2 separate regions of the Pan troglodytes genome follow, and region 1 is linked to region 2. A link is a contact called in public HiChIP or PLAC-seq data. All regions are on one chromosome and are shown on one strand. The core of a region is the stretch at or near the end of the contact, and the rest is flanking DNA. Distances in the headings are between cores, read along the strand shown. Region 1 holds the start of FOS (Fos proto-oncogene, AP-1 transcription factor subunit). Region 2 holds the start of TMED10 (transmembrane p24 trafficking protein 10).

The links. HiChIP or PLAC-seq counts read pairs in DNA pulled down with a chosen protein or histone mark.
Region 1: an H3K4me3 HiChIP or PLAC-seq map of stem cell-derived excitatory neurons shows a contact between it and region 2, with 4 times the contacts expected there. The contact joins the promoter of FOS here to the promoter of TMED10 in region 2. A contact is called at or near these places in 1 of 7 Hi-C or Micro-C datasets (stem cell-derived neural progenitor cells) and 1 of 1 datasets of contacts at active chromatin or transcription factors (stem cell-derived excitatory neurons).

Annotation. Positions count from the first base shown.
Region 1 is chr15:73,229,820-73,233,868 of NHGRI_mPanTro3-v2.0_pri, forward strand. It overlaps FOS (Fos proto-oncogene, AP-1 transcription factor subunit), which reads left to right and starts at 1,807. Exons shown (of 4, transcript NM_001098421.1): 1 at 1,807-1,947; 2 at 2,700-2,951; 3 at 3,383-3,490; 4 at 3,606-4,049. The coding sequence starts at 1,807.
Region 2 is chr15:73,125,583-73,129,722 of NHGRI_mPanTro3-v2.0_pri, forward strand. TMED10 (transmembrane p24 trafficking protein 10) reads right to left here and starts at 1,538. Exons shown (of 5, transcript XM_510074.9): 1 at 1,238-1,538. The coding sequence starts at 1,462.

The DNA of each region.
Region 1 (4,049 bases), core at 557-3,056, 100 kb after region 2:
CCCGGCCGCGCGGCGTTGCCTGGAGACGGCCCTGGCGGCGCTGTGTTGCTGTAAACAGCCGCTTCCCTGTTACTATCTATAGCAGGATCTCCTGGCTCCCGGGCGCGGCGGCTGGAGGCAGGTCTGCGGTCCGGCTCCCCGCGCGCCCCGAACTATCCGCCCGCCGGCCTCATCCTGCCTCGCCCCTCTCCAGGTGCCCACCGCGGGCCCCGACCCCCGGGCCCGAAGAGTGGAGAAGGGAAGACCGGGGCTGTGCGGGGACATGCGTCTTCGCGCCCTGGAGGTGGCCAGCGCGCTGGGGCTGAGCCCCGGCAGCGTGACCCCGGCTGTCCTACGCAGCAGGGCAGGAGATTGGGAGGCGTGGCACACTCTGGAGCACCTTGCCTCCCCAAAGCCCCGTGTTCCAGGACGTGGAGCCGCGCCTGGGGTCCCAGCAGTCGAGGTATTCCGCCTAGGCGCAGCTGGACACTGTCCTTCCAGCCCCCGTCCTCCCCCCTCCAAGTCCGCGCTGGAAAATCACCCGCTGCGGGCTCCCGTAAGCACAGCTTCCTGGCGGGACCGAACCAGCCCCCAGCGCAGATTTGAGTTCCCCGCAGGAAGCACACCCCGCCTTGTCATCCCGAACTGACCACCCTGCCCACATAACCACACCTCGCACTCCCTACCCCTGGGGCCCAGCTCAGAACCGGGCAGACACCCCCTTCAAATGTCTTCGCACGTAGGTTTTGCACAGTGTTTATCTGCTGGTGTCTCAGGGATTTGACAGTTTCCTTAATATTCCCACACATGGCCGAGAAAAATAAATAAATAAACGCGCTGTCTTCTTTAAATAAATAAATAAATAAATAAAGTACCCAGTATCGTAAAGTAGGTTATCGTATTCTCTTATTTTGGATCCTCCACTTTCTGCTTCCAAACGCAGGAACAGTGCTAGTATTGCTCGAGCCCGAGGGCTGGAGGCTAGGGGATGAAGGTCTGCTTCCACGCTTTGCACTGAATTAGGGCTAGAATTGGGGATGGGGGTAGGGGCGCATTCCTTCGGGAGCCGAGGCTTAAGTCCTCGGGGTCCTGTACTCGAGGCCGTTTCTCCTATCTCTGAGCCTCAGAACTGTCTTCAGTTTCTGTACAAGGGTAAAAAGGCGCTCTCTGCCCCATCCCCCCCGACCTCGGGAACAAGGGTCCGCATTGAACCAGGTGCGAATGTTCTCTCTCATTCTGCGCCGTTCCCGCCTCCCCTCCCCCGGCCGCGGCCCCCGCCTCCCCCCGCACTGCACCCTCGGTGTTGGCTGCAGCCCGCGAGCAGTTCCCGTCAATCCCTCCCCCCTTACACAGGATGTCCATATTAGGACATCTGCGTCAGCAGGTTTCCACGGCCTTTCCCTGTAGCCCTGGGGGGAGCCATCCCCGAAACCCCTCATCTTGGGGGGCCCACGAGACCTCTGAGACAGGAACTGCGAAATGCTCACGAGATTAGGACACGCGCCAAGGCGGGAGCAGGGAGCTGCGAGCGCTGGGGACGCAGCCAGGCGGCCGCAGAAGCGCCCAGGCCCGCGCGTCACCCCTCTGGCGCCACCGTGGTTGAGCCCGTGACGTTTACACTCATTCATAAAACGCTTGTTATAAAAGCAGTGGCTGCGGCGCCTCGTACTCCAACCGCATCTGCAGCGAGCATCTGAGAAGCCAAGACTGAGCCGGCGGCCGCGGCGCAGCGAACGAGCAGTGACCGCGCTCCTACCCAGCTCTGCTCCACAGCGCCCACCTGTCTCCGCCCCTCGGCCCCTCGCCCGGCTTTGCCTAACCTCCACGATGATGTTCTCGGGCTTCAACGCAGACTACGAGGCGTCATCCTCCCGCTGCAGCAGCGCGTCCCCGGCCGGGGATAGCCTCTCTTACTACCACTCACCCGCAGACTCCTTCTCCAGCATGGGTTCGCCTGTCAACGCGCAGGTAAGGCTGGCTTCCCGCCGCCGCGGGGCCGGGGGCTTGGGGTCGCGGAGGAGGAGACACCGGGCGGGACGCTCCAGTAGATGAGTAGGGGGCTCCCTTGTGCCTGGAGGGAGGCTGCCGTGGCCGGAGGGTGCCGGCTCGGGGGCTCGGGACTTGCTCTGAGCGCACGCACGCTTGCCATAGTAAGAATTGGTTCCCCCTTCGGGAGGCAGGTTCATTCTGAGCAACCTCTGGTCTGCACTCCAGGACGGATCTCTGACATTAGCTGGAGCAGACGTGTCCCAAGCACAAAGTCGCTAACTAGAGCCTGGCTTCTCCGGGGAGGTGGCAGAAAGCGGCAATCCCCCCTCCCCCGGCAGCCTGGAGCACGGAGGAGGGATGAGGGAGGAGGGTGCAGCGGGCGGGTGTGTAAGGCAGTTTCATTGATAAAAAGCGAGTTCATTCTGGAGACTCCGGAGCGGCGCCTGCGTCAGCGCAGACGTCAGGGATATTTATAACAAACCCCCTTTCAAGCAAGTGATGCTGAAGGGATAACGGGAACGCAGCGGCAGGATGGAAGAGACAGGCACTGCGCTGCGGAATGCCTGGGAGGAAAAGAGGGAGACCTTTCATCCAGGATGAGGGACATTTAAGATGAAACGTCCGTGGCAGGATCGTTTCTCTTCACTGCTGCATGCGGCACTGGGAACTCGCCCCACCTGTGTCCGGAACCTGCTCGCTCACGTCGGCTTTCCCCTTCTGTTTTGTTCTAGGACTTCTGCACGGACCTGGCCGTCTCCAGTGCCAACTTCATTCCCACGGTCACTGCCATCTCGACCAGTCCGGACCTGCAGTGGCTGGTGCAGCCCGCCCTCGTCTCCTCCGTGGCCCCATCGCAGACCAGAGCCCCTCACCCTTTCGGAGTCCCCACCCCCTCCGCTGGGGCTTACTCCAGGGCTGGCGTTGTGAAGACCATGACAGGAGGCCGAGCGCAGAGCATTGGCAGGAGGGGCAAGGTGGAACAGGTGAGGAACTCTAGCGTACTCTTCCTGGGAATGTGGGGGCTGGGTGGGAAGCAGCCCCGGAGATGCAGGAGCCCAGTACAGAGGATGAAGCCACTGATGGGGCTGGCTGCACATCCGTAACTGGGAGCCCTGGCTCCAAGCCCATTCCATCCCAACTCAGACTCTGAGTCTCACCCTAAGAAGTACTCTCATAGTTTCTTCCCCAAGTTTCTTACCGCATGCTTTTAGACTGGGCTCTTCTTTGTTCTCTTGCTGAGGATCTTATTTTAAATGCAAGTCACACCTAGTCTGCAACTGCAGGTCAGAAATGGTTTCACAGTGGGGTGCCAGGAAGCAGGGAAGCTGCAGGAGCCAGTTCTACTGGGGTGGGTGAATGGAGGTGATGGCAGACACTTTTACTGAATGTCGGTCTTTTTTTGTGATTATTCTAGTTATCTCCAGAAGAAGAAGAGAAAAGGAGAATCCGAAGGGAAAGGAATAAGATGGCTGCAGCCAAATGCCGCAACCGGAGGAGGGAGCTGACTGATACACTCCAAGCGGTAGGTACTCTGTGGGTTGCTCCTTTTTAAAACTTAAGGGGAAAGTTGAAGATTGAGCATAAGGGCCCTTGAGTAAGACTGTGTCTTATGCTTTCCTTTATCCCTCTGTATACAGGAGACAGACCAACTAGAAGATGAGAAGTCTGCTTTGCAGACCGAGATTGCCAACCTGCTGAAGGAGAAGGAAAAACTAGAGTTCATCCTGGCAGCTCACCGACCTGCCTGCAAGATCCCTGATGACCTGGGCTTCCCAGAAGAGATGTCTGTGGCTTCCCTTGATCTGACTGGGGGCCTGCCAGAGGTTGCCACCCCGGAGTCTGAAGAGGCCTTCACCCTGCCTCTCCTCAATGACCCTGAGCCCAAGCCCTCAGTGGAACCTGTCAAGAGCATTAGCAGCATGGAGCTGAAGACCGAGCCCTTTGATGACTTCCTGTTCCCAGCATCATCCAGGCCCAGTGGCTCTGAGACAGCCCGCTCCGTGCCAGACATGGACCTATCTGGGTCCTTCTATGCAGCAGACTGGGAGCCTCTGCACAGTGGCTCCCTGGGGATGGGGCCC
Region 2 (4,140 bases), core at 288-2,787:
AAAAAAAGACACTTTGCTTATTGTGAATGAATAAAATTACCTAAAATGCAACCAAATACTGACAGATATCAAACTATATTAATGTCTCAAAGACCAGGCCAGGCTACTCTTAGCTACAAAACAGGACCAAACTGGTATTATGGCAGTAGTTGTCACCATCCAAGAGCATAGTTGGTATTTACATAAAAGAGCCAAGTCCAGATTCTGGCATACCAAAGAAAAAGGACTAGAGACTGAGACCATTTTGTAACCAATAATCGACTTTAATCAATTACAGAAATTACAAATTTAAAACAAGGAAGGAATAAGGTTGCAGCGCTTTTCCCTCAACATACTTAACTACCAAACTAAGTAAGAATCTATTCCATCGCAAGGACAGAAAACCAAACACCGCTTGTTCTCACTCATAGGTGGGAATTGAACAATGAGAACACTTGGACACAGGGTGGGGAACATCACACACCGGGGCCTGTCGTGGGGTGGGGGGAGGTGGGAGGGATAGCATTAGGAGACATACCTAATGTAAATGACGAGTTAATGGGTGCAGCACACCAACACGGCACATGTATACATATGTAACAAACCTGAAAGTTGTGCGCATGTACCCTAGAACTTAAAGTATAATAATAATTATGAAAAAAAAAAGAATCTATTCCATCTGTGACACTTACTAGTTTATCCTACCTCTGAGTCTCAGTTTCCTCATTTGTAAAATGGGGCTAACAGTAGCTACCTACTTCATAGGGTAGTGCATGAACCAAATGGTAATATATGCAAAGTAGCACAGTAACTGACATACCAGATGCTCAATAAATAACATTTTATTAATCGCGGTTAGCTTTGTCTCCTTTACTTTCCTGCAGGTATCGCGGTATCTTATGATGCCAATCCGTATAAATATTCAACACCCCAACACTTATTTGGAGAACCAAATTACGGTTCAATGTATCTGAGACCAAAACTGGTATAGGACGTTGACAACCGCCCCAGCTCAGGTGTCACCACATCCGCCAAAGCCTCGCAGCCCTTCTTGGGGTTCCCAGGCGTTGGTGACCCGCCCCGCCCCGCGACAGGCAACCAGCGGGGTGAGGGGGCGGGCTCCACCGCACGTCCTTTGCGCTCCCGAGAGGCCAGAACAACTCCCAGGCCTCCGCCGGCCCGACTCCCCCGAACCCGAGCCTCCCCTCGCCTAAGCCTGCCGTCTTCCCTCCCGGCCCCACGTCGCCCAATGCCGCACCTTGAGGTGGCTGCGCAGGCCGCCAGCGCCCCCAGACTGGTCGGAGATCTCGTACGCGCCAGTCACTAGCAGGTCCTTGTGGATCTCCTCACGGAGGCACTTGCGAGAGTTAATGGGCAGATGGAAGGAGATGGCGAGGACCAAGCTGGGGCCGAGCAGGAACAAAAGCAGCAACGCTAACGGAAAAGGGCCGCGCCGGGCTGGTGGGCCAGACAAACCAGACATGGTGCTGGAGACTCGTTCACCACCCAAGGCCTCAACCGCGCCGGAACCGGGGGGACCCACGTGACTCACCTCTGACCTACTGATGCCGCCCGCGCCATTTTGGAGACTGGCATGTAGAGAAAGAATCTATAGCGAATCTTTTGAAAAGGGAGGAAAGGATAGGTGCCATGTCAAAACCGCAAGTTTAAGCAGTTAAAGAAGCTTTAATAGAATACTATTGCAACAGTTTTATTTTTGTTGAAGTTAGTGACTACTGAGTCGGCCATGGCAAGTATGGGCAGCCCCGGAAGTAATTCTCCTTTAATTTCCGAAAGAGGTACCCACGAGTTTAAAGGCGAGTGACACCATAGCAACCAAGCCCCAATAGGAAACAGCCACAAGGCCCTTCGCTGGGCCCGCCCACCGGCCGCCTAGGCGCGCAGGCGGGGAATGAGGCTGTGTCTCCGGGGGTGGGGCGGTTTGCAGGCACTCCCAAGCGCCTTTGACACCTTGATGATACCTGGGGGCACTGAGACACTAGAGAGGAAAATTTCGAGGAAAGATTTCAACTTGGCTATTAGAGAATGTGGACCTTAGAGAAGAAGTTTTAGGGGTCACCTGATGAACGTGTGCCGGGCAGACATCCAGTTCATGTCCCGTAGCAGGGTATTTGGGCTGGAGTAATTGTCTGGCTAACTGAATGTACATGGTATTATTATTATTATTATTATTTTAGCAAACATTGAATGTGTTCTAAGCTATATTCAAAATAAATTTGAATTTGGTATTTAAATTGAATAAAACAACATGTTTTGGTCCAGTCTCAGATGAACATAATTAAGGGGTTAGCAGATAAGCGTTGTCAGGGAAAGTGCGTATGTGTGTGTTTTAAGTTCACAAACACTTTAGGGATCAAATTAACTATTAACATTTGCAAATAGACAAGCAAATTGACACGGTAATAATTCATGCATTCATTCAATGGAGTACCTACTGTGTGCCAGACATTATGCTATGCATGTATGTCAACACGTTTAATGATTTAACAGACTATTACTGGGATACTAGCAAATATTCAGAGCTGAAGAATATATGAAAATAAACGGCCAGGCGCGGTGGCTCACACCTGTAATCCCAGCACTTTGGGAGGCTGAGGCGGGTGGATCACGAGGTCAGGAGTTCAAGACCAGCCTGGCCAAGATGGTGAAACCCCGTCTCTACTAAAAATACAAAAAAATTAGCTGGGCTTGGTGGCAGGCGCCTGTAATCCCAGCCACTCAGGAGGCTGAGGCAGAGAATTGCTTGAACCCGGGAGATGGAGGTTGCAGTGAGCTGAGATGGCGCCACTGCACTCCAGCCTGGGCGACGAAGTGAGACTTGTCTCAGAAAAGAAAGAAGGAAAGAAAGAAAATGGATTTGCTCCTTGGCCTTTTGGCTAACATCAAGTGTAGAAAATAAACGTGGAAGACACAATAGCCCATGTTGGGAATCATTACCTACTTTGATTAACGTTTATTGAGCATCTTCAGAAATATCCAGAAGATGGACTGTCTGCCCTTAGTAATGTACATGATTGGTGTTTTTTTTTTTTAAACTTAGTCCATTTAGTTATTTTCCTAGAAACGAAATCCCACAAACAAAACAAGAACAAACAAAGGAGCTGTAAAGCATTTAAAATTTTGACAAATGCCATACAATAATTATTTTATGAGGTGTCCACTTAGGAACATTTAGTTTGATTGTTGTATCACTGATCTAACATAAGATTGCTAGTCCACACAGTACATCCTGATAATTTGCATTGGCCTTTTCCCTGCCAATGCAGGGAATCACTATAAGCAGTTATCTAACTCATTGTCTGCTTGCATTCCTGAGGCTCTGCTGACCAATAGCAAGAGATCTGCAACCCATGAAAAAACTGTGTATGTGTTTCCTTTAAATTTCCATCTTACATTTACATAATAGATAATGAAATTTAAAATATTTTCACATATCATAATGATCTCCTCTGACATTTTCAAAAACCCTGTGAAATAGTCTGGACAATCTGTTCATTTTACAGATGAGGAAACTGAGGTTCTGAGAGGCCAAATAATTATACTGTTAAAGAAAAAATACTTCATGACATTTGTTAAAGAACTGTAAAGCAGGCCAGAGGCGGTGGCTCACGCCTGTACTCCTAGCACTTTGGGAGGCCAAGGCGGGCAGATCACTTTAGGTCAGGGGTTCGAAACCAGCCTGGCCAACATGATGAAATCTTGTCTCTACTAAAAATACAAAAAATTAGCCGGGCATGGTGGTGGATGCCTGTAATCCCAGCTACTTGGGAGGCTGAGACAGGAGAATTGCTTGAACCCAGGAGGTGGAGGTTGCAGTGAGCCAAGATCACACCATTGCCCTCCAGCCTGGACGACAGAGCGAGACTCCTTCTCAAAAAAAAAAAAAAGTTGTAAAGCAAATCTTTATTCAAGCGGGACTGCCAAGATAGGTAATACAAGGGCCTACGACAATGGGGTTTTGTAGTAGGAAGGAGAGATCGGGCTCAATTCCAAATACAAGGAAAAGTAAGGATTTACAGCCAAGAATCAGGGTCAGTGGATGGAAAATTACTAAAAGGAAATATTGGGAGTAAGGGGAGATTCTGGCTAAAGTAACTTAGCAGGATTCTTCCTAAAATTGGACAATGCAGAGTCATGGAA